2 separate regions of the Capsicum annuum genome follow, and region 2 is linked to region 1. A link is a contact called in public Hi-C data. All regions are on one chromosome and are shown on one strand. The core of a region is the stretch at or near the end of the contact, and the rest is flanking DNA. Distances in the headings are between cores, read along the strand shown.

The links. A called contact is a pair of places that touch in the nucleus more often than the background predicts.
Region 2: a Hi-C map of leaf shows a contact between it and region 1, with 4 times the contacts expected there. The contact joins the promoter of LOC107854433 here to the enhancer-like site in region 1. A contact is called at or near these places in 5 of 5 Hi-C or Micro-C datasets (bud, leaf, pericarp and 1 more).

The regions. Positions count from the first base shown.
Region 1 is chr7:125,997,515-126,003,930 of UCD10Xv1.1, reverse strand. No RefSeq gene overlaps it. Among protein-coding and RNA genes, the nearest start is that of LOC107856606, 23 kb to the right of the region's middle. Within about 2 kb of position 3,235, at least 4 of the 5 cell types and tissues checked have an H3K27ac peak or open chromatin away from gene starts, as enhancers often do. A contact at or near this core is called in leaf and pericarp, where this site is marked.
Region 2 is chr7:126,137,436-126,143,851 of UCD10Xv1.1, reverse strand. LOC107854433 reads right to left here and starts at 4,173. Exons shown (of 8, transcript XM_047393709.1): 1 at 3,721-4,173. The coding sequence starts at 3,789.

The DNA.
Region 1 (6,416 bases), core at 1,986-4,485:
GGATTGATATCTTGTATTTGACTACTTTCATCTATCTAGAACCCCTACTTATTTTTATATTGTGTTCTTAAATTTTCGCCTATGATGGACATTTTCTACCAAATTAACTCATTGTGTTAGCTCTGAATTATGATTTTGGTTTACCTACTGAAGAAATTTAGTAGGTGCCATTATGACTCGTAAATCAGGTCGTGACACTCAAAGCAGGAATTTGGTATGTATACATATTATCCTCCCAGATTTCAATTGCGGGATATTATTGGGTTTGTTGTTGTTGTTGGCTTCTTCTGCTATTATTGCGAGAACACAATAAGAGATATCTTATTGCTATCTAAAAATGGAAAAAAATATTTTTCATTGAAAGCTACTTCCTCTGTGTCAATTTATGAGATGTTTTTAGTTATTTAAGATTCAAACAATATCAACTTTCACCAATAGTGTAACATTTGTTATTTTTATCATATTGATATGAGAACAATTGCAAGTTCTTTTCATATAATTTTTAAATATTTAAATTTTAATTTTAAAAGAATGAGTTGATCTAATTAAATTTTACTTTAAAAATTAATAAACTCAACTCTCGGAAAACAAAAAATTGCATGTAAATTAGAAAACGAAGAGTATGATTTATCGGTATCGCAAAACACAGTTCCTTTTTCATCATTTGTAAATTTTTCGGTGACAATTACGAGGTTGCTTAACTATGTTTTGTGCCTTTTTTATCTGGGTTATTATATTATGTTTCATAATTACTTTTCTAATTAGAATATCTTATAACACCATTTGAAGTTTCAGGAGAGAAATATTTTTCTTCAGTGCCAAAAATTTAACTCTTACAATTAAAATGCTCTACAATAAAATGACGATCTTTTAGGCGATTTCGCAGTGCCTGATTAAAAAAAAAAAAAAAAAAAAAAAAGAGAGAGAGATATGCAGTACTATTTCAAATGAGTTTAGTATAAAAATATTTTAAAATATTGAATATCCTCGAATAGGATTGAATGTATTTTTGGATTGTGCTTTTACTAGAAGATATTTTTAAAATTTTTATGCTAGTTTTAATTTTTACGATTGCTCATACTCTAACAAGTATTTTTGTGACTTAGATAATATAATCATACTCTAACAAGTATTTTTGTGACTTAGCTAATTATATTATGTAGCTTGACATAAATTCGTTGCACACATTCATTGATTTTTTTTTAGTTACATTATTTAAGTTTTAACACCCTTTGCTAATACCTTGTCTACACCGCTGTCTTCAGTGACCACTACATCTCGCCAATCACCATCACCATTCATCGTCATCATCATTAACTATTACTATTGTCAATCACAACTATTAGATTGTACCACTAACTACCATCCTCAACGTCATAGTTGATACTACCCTCAATCGTCATTACAAATAGCTACTAACCTAAATCACCATAATTACCAAATACAATTCCCAATTGGCATCCACAATTAAAGGTGTTCATGGATTGATTTGAGTCGATGTCCTCCTTAAAAAAAGTCAAATCAATTAGATCAATTTTTAAAATATTAGGATTAAACGAAATCAGTTAAGCCAATTTTCATTAGTTTGATTTTTGTCGTATTTTTTGTTTTTTAACAGTTTTCTTTAAATATATGTCATATACTTCCAATACATATTCCATCCATTGAACTCTAGCCTAACACTAGCAAGTCAATTACTCTTGATAAAAATGTCATTTATCAATATTCCTTGATGATAATTGAGTTATTTGTTAAGATGTGTATGAATTCCATAAAGATGATAATTCATTAATTTCATTCGTTCATTGTTAACCACCTACTATCATCATCAACTTGTATTGTGAATCTACTATTAGCTACTACCTATAATACAATTATTCATCAACGCCATTTTCAATCACACCCACAACCATCACGTTACTCAACACCACAATCAGCTGTCATAAAATAGATTTATAATATTTTATTGATTTAGTATTTGACTAAATTTATATTTTATTAAATTTTATACTTATTCTGTTTCTAATTTATTTGTCTTATTTTGACTTAATACAGTTTAGGAAAATTATTGAATTATGTAGTTTTAAATTAAAGATATGTCAAATATACCTAGTAACCTTTAATCTAGTAATCATAAATATGTCATGTGAAAAGTTAAAATTAAAAAATTACTATAAAAAAAAAAAAAAAAAACAGACTAAGAAAAAAAAGTAGGACAGCATCTATTAATATTTTAGATAAAGACAAATTTTATATATTCATATGTCAAAAATATAGACAATCTTAATTATTTAATATTCAAATATTTAAACTTTGATACACATCTTGAATATAAATTCAAATGTATCCTTTTTCAAACATCATAAATCAATAAAAATAAATTAGCCCTACGAGAACTTCATTGCATCTTCCTTCACACAAAAGAGAGAAACTGTGAAGTATAACTTTGATATAACCAACACAAGAACGGAAGTGACGTCGAATTATACAGCATTTACCTTCGAATGGACTGATCTACATAATATGAATCAGAGAAAATGACAGAGGTTGATTCATCTCAAAATAATTGACCCATGTTTGGGTCATTGGACATAGAGTGACCGGTCGGTCATTTTAATTCCACTAAATGATCTTTTCCCAATTTGAGTCATTTTGGTCTTAGTGGCTCATATACCAAACTGATACAATTCTTATGTATAATAAATAATATATAATATAATATATAATTTATATCTATAATCTATATATATATAATATATTAAAAGTATGAAGATCCTTATAAAAGTGATTTGAACTTTTTACCCTACATTAAAATAATTCACAATAGATATTTTCGTTTTTTCACCTTTTTTTTTCTATTATATTTATGATATAAATATTAAAAAAAAATGACAAAAAGCAAGTCTTTCCCAACTAAATTAGGCTCAGTCCAAAAAAAAAAAAGGTAAAAGCTCCCTTTTCCAAATAAAATAGGCGGAAGTAAAGGTCCAAAATTAATAAGCAAAAAAATCTTTTCCAATTAAAATCGATTTGGTCCAAAAACACCTTTTAAAATATATGAAAAGAATCCGATTTGGGATTGTTAATGGGTTTAACCGTTGAAACTCAATTTCACTTCCACGTTTTCATTATATTGCTCCCCAAAATCTAATTTGGGATTGTTAATGGTTTTAACCAAACCTATTTAACCTAGAGTATTACAGCTTCAGTTATGATTGCTTCCTATTTCTTTTTTATCTTGAATTCAAACTTTTGTTTTTTTTTTATTTGCAGATGAAGACTGCGGCAATGGAGAAAGGTTCTTATGCATATTTTTCGTTCTTATTTTTATAGTTTTCAAAAATATATTATGTGAATGCAGTTTATGTATTTAAATATAGGTTTTCAAAAAGCTTGTTAGAGATTTTGAGTATAAAGTTGGCTTTCTTTAAACTTTTGTTTTTGAGGCTTTCTTTGAAAAATCATTATTTTGTGTGAATATAGATGTCGCTGATAATTGTATAAGTATTAAGAATAAATGTTTAGTTGATATGCAACTTTTTTATTACAATTTTATTTGTATCATTGAATCAAGTGACTCAATTCTTCAGGTTTTAACAATTGCTCTTCACATTCAAATCTCAGTCCAATTGTTGTTTTCTATTTTCATGGTAAGATACTACTTTTATTGTTGTTTTCTATTTTCATGGTAAGATACTACTTTTATTCTTATTACCTTGATAACGAATTTATTTGCATACCTTTATTTTAGTTAAGTATGTTTTTCCGTTAGTAAATTTGGAGAAACAATTTTTTTTATTGCAATTTTGTTTGTTTGGTCGAAATAATTATTAGTTGAATTTTTCAGATTTTAACAATTGTTCTTCATGATCAATTCTTGATCTCTTCTCAGCAAGTGCAAGTAAAACTAATCTCATATATTTCAAGTTCATTTTTTCGTGTTGGCATAGAAGTAACTTGTAATTTTATTTTTATAAAAATTTAGCTTTCTAATATTAACATTCTGATTGTAAATTTTTTTATTTAATTGAATTGATTATTGGCTTAATTCTCTAGATCATACTAATTGCTTTTCACAATTAAATCTCAATCTTTGTCTACAAATATGAGTGAAACTAATCTCATATACTTATAAAATAAGAGTCTACCCAGGTCACTTTTTAAATTTTTAATGGCTCACTTATATTTGATGTACTATTAAGAATTACTTTTATCATAGTAAGATTTTGGGAGATGATACTCTATACTCTATACTCTATACTCTATACTCTATAATCTATAATCTATAATCTATAATCTATAATCTATAATCTATAATAATAATAATAATAATAATAATAATAATAATAATAATAATAATAATATATTAAAAGTGTGAAGGGTCTTAGAAATGTTGTTTGATTTTTTTGCCCTTCATTAAAAGTCAATTGTCTTTTTACTATTCTTCTAATATTTAAGAGGTAAAAATTAATTAAATATTTATAGTAAAATCTTTCCTTATTAAAAGTCATGAGAATTAATGACAACTAATATCTTTTCCATTAGGTTAAGAATTTAAATAAATTAAAGTTGATATTAAGAAGATACGAAAAAATTTAGAAATAAATATGAAAGTATTAGAATAAAAAAAAGTGTAAAAAGTACCAAATTTTTAAATGTTTTAAGTAAGTAAAAAATATGTAATCAACTTTTTAATGATTTAACTTTAAAGAAAGAAAGATTTTAAATATAGTAAAAAATAACTGTACTATAAATATGATTTAAATCGATGCGTATCTCTTAGCCTCTAGCAGTCAAGGAGAGACATTGTATGTGTGCTTATAATAAAATACATATTATTACATTATTATATTAAAGCGTGAAACATCTTTGAAAAGTGATTCGAACTTTTTATATATGTGCGAGGCATGTGGGTTTTAGAAATGTTATTTGGACTTTTTGCCCTTCATTAAAAGTCTTTACTTTAGACCAAATCATTTTTTCACTATTTTTGTAATATTTAATAGTTGAAAATTAATTAAATATATTTATGTTCAAACATTTCCTTATTAGAATTCTATTAATGACAATCATTACTTTTTTCATTAGTTTAAAAATTTTAAATCAACTAAATTGACTTTAAGAAGATTTGAGAAATCTAAAATAAATATAAAAACGTTAGAATAAGAAAAATTTAAGAAGTATCAAATTTTTAAAAGTTTTAAGTATGTAATAAGAATGTAATCAATGATTTTGTAAAGATTTGAATTAAAAACAAGGAAAGATTTTAAATATAGAAAAAAAAATAACTGTATCACAAATATGGTTTACATTAAGTGTAAACAATATAAATCCCCTAGAGAATGAAAATAATTACACAAAATTTCTTTTTTTGTTTTCTTTCTCCCTTTTTTTGCAAACATACTCATACATTCGGTCACATATTATATATTGGTCGAATGTATGTTGTAACAGCTAATCCTATATTTAAGGTAAAAAATCTTTAATTATTTTACAGTTCCTTAATTAAAGGCAACAATTAGTCAACGTTAAGTCATTTATTGATAGAACATGTAACTGATATTTGAATTTTAAAAATTTTGTTATAAATAATTTATTTTTTCCTGTGATTCACGATTTGAAAAGCCAAAAAATAATTACTTTCTTCTACACCCGTTCTTCAAAACTACTAAAATCTTCTTCTATGTACGTTCCTCAATACTAGTAAAATCAGTATGAATATCCCCATATTGTTACGTTTGAAATTTGGGAGTCAGAAATTAATGATACGTCATACAAAAGTGACGCAATAGTAATTTCGATAAATGCGGACGAGTCGATCACAACTGCAGGACTTGCGATTTCTTTCCAAAGGAATCATGAAGAATATAATATGGTTTTCTATGTGCGGATGCTTTGAATGGTTTTGGTTGTATAAACATTTTTTATTAGTTTTTTTTTGTGAATGCTGGAGCAAGTAATATATATTTTTTTATTGATTATAGATGTTAATTTCTTTAATCAATGATTTATATTAGTATAAAAAATTTATGTTTTTTTCCTATATCATAGTTCGTAACCATATAACTCGAAGTTAGAATATAATTATAAATGCGCATTAACTATGTAACTTACCCTCTATAGGAGTAAGTAATTGTTGAAACACACGGTATATTAAAATATTGTACATTAATAGTTAATGTGTAATAAATGTATGATATAGCATTATACGTTTTTAACATGTATAAGGTTAGAAATATAATAACGAAATTTAACTGAATTCAATTTTTTAAAAAAAAAAAATTATATACAGTATCATTCCAGTAAATTTACGAATGTATAATATGTTTTTATACAGTCAAATCAATCAAATCAATGTATAATAAATGTGTGTCTTTCCAGTAAATGTTTGAATGTATAATAAGTTGTTATACATT
Region 2 (6,416 bases), core at 2,924-5,423, 140 kb before region 1:
TTCTTGCGAATCCGAGAGAGGTCATCAAAAGGGTTCATAGGTCTTGAACTAGTGGACTGATTTTGGTGTTTGTGTTGTTGTGTTCTTGGGGAGTTTGGTATCATTTGGTATCAGAGCAAGGCTGGTTGTGTTCCTACACTACCAATCTTGGGTTCTCTTGGACGAAAATTCAAAAAAAAAAAGAAGAAGCTGAAAACTGAAAAAAAATTCCAGAAAAGTGCAAATCTGTCCATTTTGTGTTCTTCGCCAAAAATTGTGTTGTTATCTTGGCCAAGATTTGTTTGTTGTGTGTCTAGAACTTGTAGTCTTTTATTTGTTTAGAGTGTTTCTAGTGTTGGTTTCTTTCTCATCAACACTAAAAAGTGTCCAAATCTAAGATTGAAATTGAACTTGTTGAAGTTGTTCGTGTGGCCGAGTTGGATGTTGTTGTTACCTAAACCTTGGCCGATTTGATGATCTTGTTGTAGTGGAGTTGGAAACTGAAATTGTTGTTGTTCTTGGAGTTGTTGTTGTGTTCTTAAGGTTCTTCACCCTTTCATCATCTTGTTAATCCTTAAAGAGCAAACTAGATCTAAAAAGGTGAAAGACAAGCTTGTAGTAGTTGTTAGTGAAAGACTTGTCCCTATCACTTCAAAAGACTTTTCATCTACTTTTCCTTGATTTAAGGACCTTGTTTCAAGGAGAAAGTTCAAATAAGTCAAGTTTTGCTTTTGAAATTTGAACAAAAAGGCTCCAAAACCACTTTTCCCTCCATTAACCAAATCCACCAATTCCAAATTGTATATTGATCAAGACTTGAAATTGGGAAATAAAATTTTGATAAAACTCGAGGCCAATAGTGGACTGCCACGTCACTAAAGTACTGTTCACGCAACATTTTTGAGTTCAAATTTTAGATTAGTTTCATTTTTTTGTTTCCTAGTTTCGTTTGTTTGCTCGACACTAATTGACAACCTAGTAATACCCTACTAGCTTGTAAGTTAGTTTTGTGTACGTTCTTCGTGGTAACGTTGTTTGTTGTGTGCTTTTCTTGTTTTTGAGTCGTAGTATCTTTTTTGGTTCAAGTTCGAACATTACTTATTTGAGTCGTTTCAAACAAGAATCTACTCCGACCTCGAGCCACAATTGGGACCAAGTAACCTCATTGGAGTATAAGCGAGTTATCAACACTTGTAAGGCTAATAGAGTGAAAAATCCAAAGTATGAAAGTGAGGGATTGTGGACTATTTTGAGACGCATTGTGGACTGTTTTGTGACGAATTGTGCACTGATTTTTGCTAATCTTTAATGTGTTTGTTGTTTTCGTGTTGTTTGCTTAGTAGCTCTTGATGGGTACAATGGCGAATGAAGCTGAAATGCCTAGTTGGGTTAAATCCATCATGGCAAGACTTGATGCCATAGATAGACGAACAATGGACAGAATGGAAGGAAGATTGGAAGGGACGGAAGGCTCTCTGTGCAAGAAGTTGGATAACTTGATGGAGCATCCAAGCCTTCCTAATCAAATTCCTATGAGTGGCCATCCTTCACATGAGCTACAAGGTAATCAAACTAACTTTTGCACTCTAGTGAATGAGGATAATAGCCAACTAAGTGTGAATGATAGTTTGTCTTTAAGTGAGCCGAATGTGCCTTCCTTTTGTGATGATAATGTACAACTTGAGATTGTGGATACACTAGTTGATTCACCTAGTGTTGAAGCCATTGTGGAAACTGGTAGTACATTGTCTTATGGAAGTCATGAAGACCAACTTGTGTGTGAAAATGATGATGTTGAACATGTTGGCCGAATGACTAAGGATGACCCTCTAGTTGTTTTTGTTATTGACCATGATAGTATAGAGGGGACATTTGATCATTATTGTAGTAGTATTGGGGTAAGGAAGCGTATTCCCAACCCGTGCCCATGGATACTCTACCCATTTGATTTCGGTGATCATTTAAAGTATGGTGATGAGGATGTCTTTTGGAATGACTTGAATGTGCATGGAATGTATGGATGTCCTCTCTCGGCTTTCAAGTCTAATTGTTGTTCCAAGAAGAGTCTATGTTTTCCACTTGATAAGCGACGCTTGTTCCTTGTTTTTTGTCACACTTATGTGGATAAACTAGTTGATTTTCCCTTGGTAGGGTATTCAGGTAAGAGGGATGTTTGGGTATATGTGAAGTTTGAGCCACCTTGGCAAGATGCTATGATTGATTACACTAATCCTAACCCTCATACCTTGAGGAACTTTTGTTTGCTTGCCCTTCCTATTGCTTTGCAAGGTTCGGATTCGAGGACGAATCCTTTCTAAGGAGGGGAGGATGATACGGGTACAATCATGATCGCGGTCCAATGCGTCAAGATTCGAGCTCGGGGGGCTGCCCATCCAAGGAACAAGCTTTGAAGTGTAGAGAAGAAGTCCCACAAGCTCCAAAACTGTTCACTGTTCATCCGCCCTTTGCAAGGGTTTTTTAGTCATTTGTAATAAGTTAACCTAGGTATAAATAGAACCTCATTAGGTCATTTTTGGGGGATTTTTGGAAAATATATTTTGTAGCCTCTTTGAGAGTCTTTAGCAAGGTGGAATCCTTGGATAAGGTGGAATCCTTGTGTTGATCATTTTCTTAGAAACAGAGATTGCTTGGGAATTCTGGTTCCCTTGAGGTCACGTAAGAGATAGTTTAGGTTGTGTGTGATATTAAAAGTCCAAAAGTGGAATAAGCTTTTGGGTTGTTAATATTATACCATCCCTTTGTCCATCTATCTATCTATCTTTACTTTCTTGTAATCATTTGTCTATATCTAGTGTAATCCGTTTGTGTTCTTGTCTTGTAACCGTGTGTTGTTGTTATTGCATCTTGTTCATCAAATGTTGTTGTTGTTTTAGTGTATTTTACTCTTGATATCACTTCCCTTATTGTTCTTCCTGCGAATCCGAGAGAGGTCATCAAAAGGGTCCATAGTTCTTGAACTAGTGGACTGATTTTGGTGTTTGTGTTGTTGTGTTCTTGGGGAGTTTGGTATCACTTTGTCTAGAACCTTTACTTCTGAAGAGCCGTGGATATTTCAAACACAGGATAGAGATTAAATATGCTAAACTGAATGACAAGTATAACACAAATACTAATAGAGATTAGCAAAATGAGACTCTATGCCTTCTTGGCATACATATCACAGTATATCTATACACTGGCATGGTATCGTGGAGGATTGCTTCAGACCTTCAATAGAGACTCTTCAGTCCTCCTTGATACCATCACAACGAGTATTTGTTTCCTTTTCTTTTCTTTCAACTACTTCATAAGAAGAATAAAACACCAACTACACCTCAGTCTCATACAAGTCAGGATCGGCTATAAGAATCTCACTGACTATATTCTCCTTTAAATTCATCTACTTCATAAAGCAACGAAATGCAAAAGGAACCCATTGAAGCTCCAAACTAGCTTAAGTAATTAAATCTCATAAAAATCTCAAACCAACCACTTCATCAAGTCATTCAAACTCACTTATCAAAAAGGAAAAAATAATCAAATCTGTCACATTCCAACTCCCACCACTTGATAAATTTCACATCTTTCCTTCACCAATCATCAAATAACATTAAATTCAAGAAAACCCCATAATTATTTTTTTAAAAAACCATTTCTTTAGCAACTTTATGCACACAACCACCCTGACCAAATGAACAAAACCCCAAAAAAAAAAGATAAAAAGAAAAGAGGGAGACTTACTGGATTAGAATGAGCAGAAGAATCAAATTCAGGTGATGTTTGATGCATTTCTTGAACAGAATTCTCCATTTCCAGTCACTAAACAACAACCCCAAATCATAAAATCATTGGCATTAACTAATTTCTGTAGTTAAATTCCATGTATTGCACTATTATCTAGTGGCTTTTTGCTTAATTGCTTTAGACAGCAATGATGAAAACAAGAAAAGAAAAAAAAAAGAAAAGTAATCTTTTTTTTGGATTTTAATACTCCTATACAACTAAATATTTTTGTGTTCTTCACCCAAAAGAAAAACTAGTATCTAGCTTTGTAGACAAAAAAGGCATTTTTACCTTTTCAACAACTAAAAAAATAAGATTATTTTGTTTGGATTGTACTATGTATTATTACCCGCCAACTTTATTTGGTTTTGCCAGCTGAGTTTAGATTCCTTCTTATTATTTGTTGAATTTGTTTTAAATGAGCAAATTTTTATTCTGTTATTATATTTTTCTTTTTGTCGCTTTTTGTCATCCGTTCGTTACTGTAGTTTGACTGTTTTTGTCCACAATTAGCTGCCACCCACTTCTGCAAATCCATGAGTTCCTTCTTTTTTTTTTTTTATTTTATCACCGTTGTATATATATATATATATACACACATGTATATCTATAATATATTAAAATTGTGAATAGAAGAAAATGATTTAAATTTTTTGCCCTTTATCAAAATTATTTTTTTTACATATTTCCTTTAATTATTAAAAGTTTAAAGAGTCCTAAAAACATCGAAAAAGCAAAATATATGATAAATTTAAAATATTACTCTACTTGATTTCTTTTCAAACTCATATTAATTAATCGTACACTAAAAATATTTATTTTTGAAGTTTATGAATTTTCTAATTAAGGAAGGTTTAGGATATATAATGCTAAAAGAATTAAATTAGTCAAACACGAATTAAATTCTCATTACATGATTATCAAATAATGATGAGTAAACATAATTAAAATAAATTTACGTACGCCTCTTTGATTTGTTTCCCAGTACTTTCCTTTTATAGTACTTTGATAACTATGACGAGCTCAAATTTTCTACCATAATTAAAAAAAATTTCTTATGAAAAATATTTCTTTTTTGAAAATATTTCTTTCATATTTGATTAATCCTTTTTGGGAGGGAAAAAAAAATTTGAACTTCTATAAATTGAGAATTCTTTATTGCTACAAATAATACAATACATCTACAAGTAAAGAATTTTGTTTGAAGAGATTATTCTCTCTAAGTTTTATGTTTGTAATATTAGTTTTTGATATGTGCAGATCACTTGACTAAAGCATATTAAATCTTATAATGTTTTGATTATAGTTTTCTTTGTAATCTTATTTTGTGAATATTTGTAATGTAAGTGCCACATAACGTCATGTTATTTCAACTTCAAGTTCAACAATTTTCTCGGTTTATGAATATATTTTGATTTTAGAACTTTATGAATTATTATTTTGTGAATATTTGTAATGTAAGCGCCACATAATGTCATGTTATTTCAACTTTAAGTTCAACAATTTTCTAGGTTTATGAATATATTTTTGATTTTAGGACTTTATGAATTAGAGCTGTAATTTTTTGAATGCATCTTCAATTTTGTGATTTTCAGATTTGTTTTCTTGTGAACAAAAATATTTATATTTATATGTGCTTGGTTAATAGAACGATTGAAATTTTTCGTGGATGTGGGCATGTATTAAATTATAACGTATGTTAATACCTCATGCAAAGGATTATGAGGTCAATTTTTGACATTTTTCTTTTTACAGGTTAGAAAATTTCTTGTTAGTTTGAGTTTAAATTGTTAAGTTGTTACTCAATTAATCATATTCATCATTTACATGCAATTGCTATGTTAAAGCACACATTGAAAAATTAATTAATTATAAAGCCTAGATTAATACATTAAATTAAGTATATATTTGAAAACACCTTAGGTTCAAGGGGACCCGAACTCATTTCCACCTATTTATCAGAAAGTTGATAAATTGAAGATTCTGGTATAGGGCTCATATTTGGTCGAAACAACCAAGGGTGAGTGATTGGATTAAAAAAACATAAAGAATCTAATTTTGTTCTAAAAGTATTTTTGAGGAAAATACATTTAAAAACACTTTAAAAACTAAGTCAAATACTGATAGTTGCTTCAAAGTGGTTTCTAAATTTATTTGTTAAATACAAACTTCTTCTTGCCAAAAGATAGACATCGAAGTGATTTTATAAAATTGAACTAATTGAAATGCGCGTATACTAAGACTAATATATATATATGCAAAAAATTTATTAATTAGAGATAAGAGTTATTAGTTAAACCGTTAAATTGATGTCAAGCTTAATATATTTAGTGTACAAGTTTGGTGATTTATATATAGTCATCCTGTATATTTTGATATAGATCCAAGTAGTAAAACAAAAGTACTACTAAGATCCTGTTTGGCCATGAAAATCATAATTTTTCGAAGTTGGAGTTGAAGTTGGAGTTGGAGTTGGAGTTGGAATTATGTTTGGCCATGAATATAAATGAAAGTTGTTTTTGTAAGTTTGTGAGAGAAGTATGAGTGAAAACATTTCACTTTTCCAAATACAATTTCGGAATTGTATTTGAAATTTTCATGACCAAACACAAATTGTTTTCACTAAAGCGAAATAAATTTTAGAAAAAAAATAA